Regions from separate parts of the Mus musculus genome. Here region 1 is linked to region 2. The links are chromatin contacts, called in public HiChIP or PLAC-seq maps. All regions are on one chromosome and are shown on one strand. The core of a region is the stretch at or near the end of the contact, and the rest is flanking DNA. Distances in the headings are between cores, read along the strand shown. Region 1 has its middle 40 kb from the start of Fam102a. Region 2 overlaps Lamc3 (laminin gamma 3).

Evidence for each region. HiChIP or PLAC-seq counts read pairs in DNA pulled down with a chosen protein or histone mark.
Region 1: a contact with region 2 is called in an H3K27ac HiChIP or PLAC-seq map of double positive thymocytes, with 2.6 times the contacts expected there. The contact joins two enhancer-like sites. A contact is called at or near these places in 2 of 115 datasets of contacts at active chromatin or transcription factors (double positive thymocytes and pancreatic cancer cells).

What each region holds. Positions count from the first base shown.
Region 1 is chr2:32,494,043-32,497,416 of GRCm38.p6, reverse strand. No RefSeq gene overlaps it. Among named protein-coding and RNA genes, the nearest start is that of Fam102a, 40 kb to the left of the region's middle. Within about 2 kb of position 1,931, at least 108 of the 459 cell types and tissues checked have an H3K27ac peak or open chromatin away from gene starts, as enhancers often do. A contact at or near this core is called in double positive thymocytes, where this site is marked.
Region 2 is chr2:31,928,500-31,931,964 of GRCm38.p6, reverse strand. Lamc3 (laminin gamma 3) reads right to left here. Exons shown (of 28, transcript NM_011836.4): 21 at 3,042-3,173; 22 at 1,184-1,331; 23 at 1-83. Among named protein-coding and RNA genes, the nearest start is that of Aif1l, 20 kb to the left of the region's middle. Within about 2 kb of position 2,099, at least 20 of the 459 cell types and tissues checked have an H3K27ac peak or open chromatin away from gene starts, as enhancers often do. A contact at or near this core is called in double positive thymocytes, where this site is marked.

The DNA of each region.
Region 1 (3,374 bases), core at 682-3,181, 570 kb before region 2:
AGACGTGCTTTTCTCTATGCCTGTGGCCAGCCTGGCCTTGAGTGCCTGTTGACCTCCTTGCCCCCTCCTGAGTGCTGACATGACAAGTGTGTGCTGCCAATACAGCAAGACTTTCTTTCCTTTATCTGTACATCTGGGGAACTTGGCCAGCTTTGCACAGCAGAACCTGCGCATTCTTTTCAACCTTAACATGGTATTCTATAGTACATGTGCATGAAAATACACTTAAGGCATCTCACATTGCGTCTTACATCTACCTGCCTCTGCTTCCCAAACAGTGAGACTAAAGGTGTGCACCACCAAACCCGGTTCTCTCTTAGATTTGTACTGTACACACACACACACACACACACACACACACACACACACATAGGTCTTGCTACATAGCCCAAGTTGACCCTGAACTCCAGGGCTGAAACTATCCTCCTGCTTTGGCCCCCTGAGAGATTGATTCTATTTTACTGCTGCACAACACATCTCAAAGCTTAGCCGCTGAGGGGCCGAGGAGCTGGGTTATTGTTTAAAGCGCTTGCTGTGCAAGCCTGAAGACCAGAGTTCAAATCCCCAGAGCCCACGTTAAATGCTGAGTGAGCGTAGCAGCACACCAGTGACTTCAGCCTTGGAAGGCAGAGACAGGGGTTCTCCAAAGCAAGCTGGCTAGTGAAGACAGCCTAGAGCCAGCTCTGGGTTTGATGGAGTGACCCTGTCTTAGTGAATGGCATGGGAGATCAACCTCAAGCCTCCACATGCATGGCTATATGTGTGCCTACATACATGCAGTGTGCCTATTAACACATGCACACCAGCACACACACATAAAATGAGAAAGAAAACTTAGCTGCTTAGAGCTACAGGTATTTGTTGTTTCTGTTTCTTGGGAGTGGGGGAGGGGGAGATGTGGGAGAGCTTTGAGCGTGGTCTGTGGTCTGACCTGGGTGTTTCATGCTGCAGTGGCTGCTCTGAGTCTTCTGAAGGGGTGGGAACCACTGGGGGACACGGTGGAACCTTGGGCTCTTACTTGCTATCTCTGTCATTGTGACATGACTTTTGCTTCCCCCAGCACGGGCTCTAAGGGAGCCTGACCAGAAGTGACCTGCCTGTCCCCACAGGCTCCACCCAGCTCGGTTGCACTGCACAGACTTGCTAAGCCACGGGGCTGGAAGTCTTGGGTCATCTGGGATACTAGAATCAGGCTCAATCAGGCTCCCTTGGCTAATGGCTGACACACCTGGAAAAGCATCCCTAAGCCAGCCATGTGACTATTCCCGTTTCTCTCCTTGCACACCTATAGATAGTAGGTGTTCTGTTGGACAAACTGCCCCTGGCAGAGCAGACACACTAGCCCACCGCCCTCTCACCTTTTCAGTAACGCCCACAGGACCATTGTGCCCACTTGGCGGGCAGAGGGTGGCAACCTCAGGAGCCGCCTCCCAGAGTCGCCACCACCACCACCACCACCACCACCACCACCACCACCACCACCACCACCACCACCTTTGGTATTCTGAGCATCCTGGGGGATAATGTGGACGGCTAGTTTGTTGTTGTTTGAAACAGGGTCTCACTATGTAATCCTGGCTGGCCCGGAAATCACAGGGGTTCACCTCCCTTTGTTTCCTGAGTTCTGGGGTTTAAAGCTTGAGCCGCCATGATAGATAAGGTATGAACTGTCTACACCAGCTTCCTTAATGAGACAGAGACCCACAAAGCCGAGCATGGAGAGTCTGCCGACTGCAGGGATACCTCACAACTGGTCTGCCTTAGGTATATGAAGTGGGTGAGCATGCGCACGCACGTGCGCGCGCACGTTTCATTCTTCTCCAGCTGCTCAGCGGAGGAAACCAAGGCATCGAGGCAGGAGGTGCAGAGCCCCACAGACGTCACAGGACATCGTGGGGCTGGGGCTGTAGGCAGGCTGGAGCTTGCTGGGGTTTTGTGACAGGGAAGGAGGAGAGAGGAAGGAAAGAGGGGGTGGGGCGTCACAGAAGAGATCAGTTCCCCGGTGTCCCGTTATCACAAATTCATCTCTGAGGCAGCACTACAAACAGGATGTGGGTTTATTTTGAGGGCCTGTTGCCCCAAATTGATAAATGCCATTTAACACGTAGACACCATGGGAGAGGCAGTGGGACTTACTGGGTAGTTTAGCCGGGCTCCTAGCTCTGTGACTGGAGAAGTATGGATTGACAGCTCTGGACTCTGAATAAAGGTCATTAGGACTGGCGAGAACGGTGGCAAGAGCCTTTGCACATTGGAGGAGCTCATAGCTCGTCTCTGTGCAGGAGCCCCGCCATCTTCATCCTGCTCCTGTAGCGTTTAATATCTATCCACCCCTCCCCCGGCAGTCCAAAAAGAGAGATCCTGATATGTTCACAGTTTCCCTCAGGCCCTCGTATCCCCAGCATGTCCCCCCATGCTGGTGACCCAACTTTTAGCGCAGAAGAACCTTGTGACACAGGTTGGCTGAGTCCCTGCCAGGTTGCTTGCATGCATGGAGAAGCAAGGGCTCTGCCCTGTCTCCACCCCAGGGTCACCTTCCAGGGATTGTCCTGGCCCTGTGGCTATTAGCCACTTGGATGTGGGAGTCACAGCCCAAGCTCTCTGTGTGACATCCACAGAAGATTACTGGAGCCCACTGGAGCCCACTGAGCCTTAAGGCCAAGGGATGGGATATGGCTTCTTTCAAGCCAGTCAAAGCAGCAGCCTGCTGCTCAGGAGTCAGACCACCCCTGGGGTCTGAGGACTGTCTATCACTTGCTGGCTGGGTGAGATTCAGGAAGTTAACATCTCTGAGCCCATTTCCCCAAACCAAGAGCTAAACTCATGATAAGGAAGGACTGCTTAGAAACCGAATGGCACCTTTAATCCCAGCACTCGGGAGGTAGAGGCCCAAGAACCTCTGAGAGTTGGAAGCCAGCCTGGGCTACAAAGTGAGTTCCAGGACAGCTGGGATGTTACACAGAGAAACCCTGTCTTAAAAAGAAAAAAAGCTAAATATCAACAAAAGAACTCCATTTATACTCCAGTTCTTGTTGTTTGTTTGTTTGTTTGTTTTATTTGTTTTTGACAGGGTCTCACGTAGCCCAGGTTGACATGGAAATAGGTATATAATGGAGGTGGCTGCTCTTGAATTCCTGAATTTTGGATTACAGATATGGTCCACCATCCCTGCTTTCACGGTGCCTTTCAAATTTCTCTCCTATCAGAAGAATGCCACTCTTCAAGGAGCGTAAGATGGCTCCAAGAATAAGGTGCCCCTTTCCTATGTACCAACAAGAGAGGACACTGGCAGGCTGGGGAGGTGACTCATTCTGTAAGGTGCCTGTCGCACAAGCAAAAAGACCTGAATTTGATTCCAGAATTCACATAAAAAG
Region 2 (3,465 bases), core at 850-3,349:
GACTGGCCCACCTCGGGCTCCTTCTGCTCCAGCTTCTGCTCCAGGGCCTTCACTTTCCAGCTCAGGCCCCTGGCTTGGAAGTTCTGCGGATTTGAGGAGAAGGTAGGCTCAGGTAGAGCTGAGGACCAGACCCTTTGCTCAGGGAAAAGTGCCCCACTGTGCTGAGGGTCAGCCTGTGGCTACTAGCCCAGAACTGAAACTTTTGATCCTGATCTCAGAGTGCCTCCTGTTGTCCCCGGGACCTCAGATACTCAGGGGCAAGGCAATGGCAGGATACAGCAGGGTTTCAGAGAAATCAAGCTGGGAGAATTTGCCAGTGGAGGCTCAGACCCCAGCCCCACCAATTTCTGGCTAGGCAGCCCTGGGTGACTCCTGCTACCTGGCCTGACCTGTGCGTATACTGCCTTTGTTCCTTGCAAGGTGAGAGAACCCCTTCCCAGACTCACAACCCTTCCTCCATCTGAACCTTAACCTATGTGCTCCAGAATACAGCGTTCCTGATGTTAGAAAGGCAGAACTGTGTAGCTGTGTATGATCCCGAGCTCTCAGTGGTATCTGGGTCATCCAGGTTATTGCATGTAAAGAAAGCAAGGGAAGCCATGAGACGGTAGCCGCAGGCAGCCTCTGTCTCAACCGCACTTGGATAGCTTTCTTTCTGGCTTTTACTTCCTTGGTGTTGAGGGTGGAGCCCAGGGCCTTGTGCATGCTGTGCACACACTCTCCCCAGGTGCTGCACCAACAGCTGGCTTAGTGCTCTACTAAAGCCGGGTTTCTGAGGCTGGAGAGCTCAGGATTCCCCAACAGACAAGCTAGGCAGGATGAGGAGTGTTCAATGCTCGGCTGCCTAGATCCCTTCCAGCTCCCACCTCTAAAATTAAGCCACAGGAGGGTGAGTCCAAGGGATAGAGGGTTACTAGTGGCTAGAACTCAGGGAGGGACATCCTTGGTCAAGGTCACTGCTGGAGTGGGAATTGGGGCACACATCACTCCCATCCCTCTGATGTCCTTGTTCATGTCATAGTTATAGCCTTGGGATGGAAGACTGGCAGAACCCCTCCTGTTTCAACAGGCCACTTCCCAGTTAACGAGAAGCCCTTCCCGCCTCCATCTGGCCCTCTGGCTGCTCCATTATTTAGAACCTTTACTGCCACCCAACGAGGAGATCCAGGGATGTTGAACTGACCATTGCTTCAGGGGTGACCAGCAAGCCTAGATGTGGGGCTGCGTCACCAATGACTTGCTTCACCGTGGCCAGTGCCTTTTCAGCTTTGGGCAGCGCCTCTGCCACAGCTATGCCCAGGGCAGTCTGAGCTGCCTGCACCTCCTGGTACCTGGGAGGAAAGAGGTCAGGATGAGGCACAGAACAGGGTGCAGGACATGCCCCCCCCCACCCCCACCCCCGTCCATCTCTCTCAAAGCTGTTGGCTGGAGCTGTTGATCTGCAAAGGTCGGACTCGCCCCGTGCAGGTCAGGACCCAGCAGCTGGCCTGGGAAAGTGGCTGTGACTCTGCAGCTTTCCGGCCGTGTGTGTGTGTGTGTGTGTGTGTGTGTGTGTGTGTGCCTGTGAGTGTAGTGTAGGTGTCCAGGGAGACAAGAAGCATCCGATGCCCTGGAGCTAGAGTTGGGGGCAGAGACAAGAAGCATCCGATGCCCTGGAGCTAGAGTTGGGGGCAGTTGTGAGCCCAAGAGTTCTCTCCAAGAGCATTAAGTGTTCCTGACAGCCGAGCCCTCTCTCCAGTCTCTGAAGCTTTCAGATGAGCAGACCCATCATTCCCTTATTCCCATGCTTCTCTGCCCAGGCTAGGGTGCACCTGAGAATCACACATTCTGCAGACCCTTAGATCCTCTTGGCAAGCTGCAGAGAGAGCTACCTGTGTGTGTGTGGGGGGGGGGGGAATAGAAGACCAGTGGCATAGGCTGTGATCTTGGTTGACCATGCTCTTGCTGCCGACCTTTGGCATATGTTGCTGTTTGGATATAAAATGGCCCCCATGGGAGCATGTATGCAAACACTTGGTGGTTCCCATGTAGTGTCATTGAGGAGTTAGCTTTGAGGAGGTGGAGACTTGCCAGAGGAAGTGGGTAACTTTATGAGGAGGACTTCCTGCTCACTCTCTGCTTCTGGATTGTAGGTACAACATTGCCAGCCCACATCCTGCTCTTGCCCCATGCCTTCCCTGCATGAAGCCATGGATAACCGGCCCAGCAGAGATGAAGATATGTTATCAAGTTACAGAAACCTTGGATTCCAGGAATTAGAATTTCTTCAGGAGCCGGGCAGTGGTGGCACACACCTTTAATCCCAGCACTTGGAAGGCAGAGGCAGGAGGATCTCTGAGTTTGAGACCAGCCTGGTCTACAGAGTGAGTTCCAGGACAGCCAGGGCTACATACAGAAACCAGGCCTCAAATACCAAATACCAAAAACAAACCAACAAACAAAGAATTCCCTCAGGAGAAAGCCTATCTCCTGAACCAGCCAGAGGCAGAGCATTTCCCCCAGAAGATCACAAGAAAATGACAGCAACCAGAATCATGATGAGTCTCCGATGGGCAGGCCACACCTTGCCCAGGACTGCTTAAACATTAGCCTCCCAGCTGCCTAAAGACAAACCGACAGGAACAGCAAGGAGTTCCCCACTGCGTATCTTTGTCCCTCCTTCCAGTGTGGCCATGTTGATAAGTCTCCTTCTTATGTTTTTCACTATTAATTCGGCCTTCTCATCCAAGGATAAATAGCTGAACCTGGCTTGTTGGGGCACACGCTGTGATTCTAAGCCCAAGCTCTCTCAGAATGATGGAAGACCTCCCTGGACTGGAAGCAGAAGAAACCTTTCCTCCCTTAGTTGTTTCAGATCAGGTACTTTGTTACAGCAACTAGGAGGGTAATTAATACTGTATATTACATGCCATTGACAGCGGAGACTTGAATGATAGGAAGGACCGACGGGGAGCTGGTTCTGGAAGCAGTAGCCTCTAGCTGGTTCTTACAGGCTCCTGGACGCTCAGCCCAAGCTTCTCTGCACACCATGGAGACCTCACCTGTCCTCCAGTTCCTGCTGGGCTTCCGAGGCCACTCTGCCTTCCATCAGCTTCAGGAGCTCATAGCTGGCGTTGGAGGCGAGCAGGGCCCTTTCCGAGGTAGCTTCGATCTTGGTGGCCGTGTCCCTGTGGCTGTATGAATTGGCATGACTGTCACTGTGAGCACACACAAGTGCTGGTGCCCAGACCACACCCCTGCCTGCTTCGAGGGTCTCCAGCCACTTGCCGCTGCAGCAACAGCAGGGACACTCTGGGTTTTGACTCCTGTCACACATCAGTTACACCTGTGGTGCGGGTAGGAGGATGGGCAAAGGCCTCTCATACAGACAACACAGCGGGGAGTGGGCAATCCTGCCTCTTATCATGTGTCCTCCGTGAGGGAATCAGCTGACTTCTCTGGATCTGTCTCCACATCTCTAAAGTG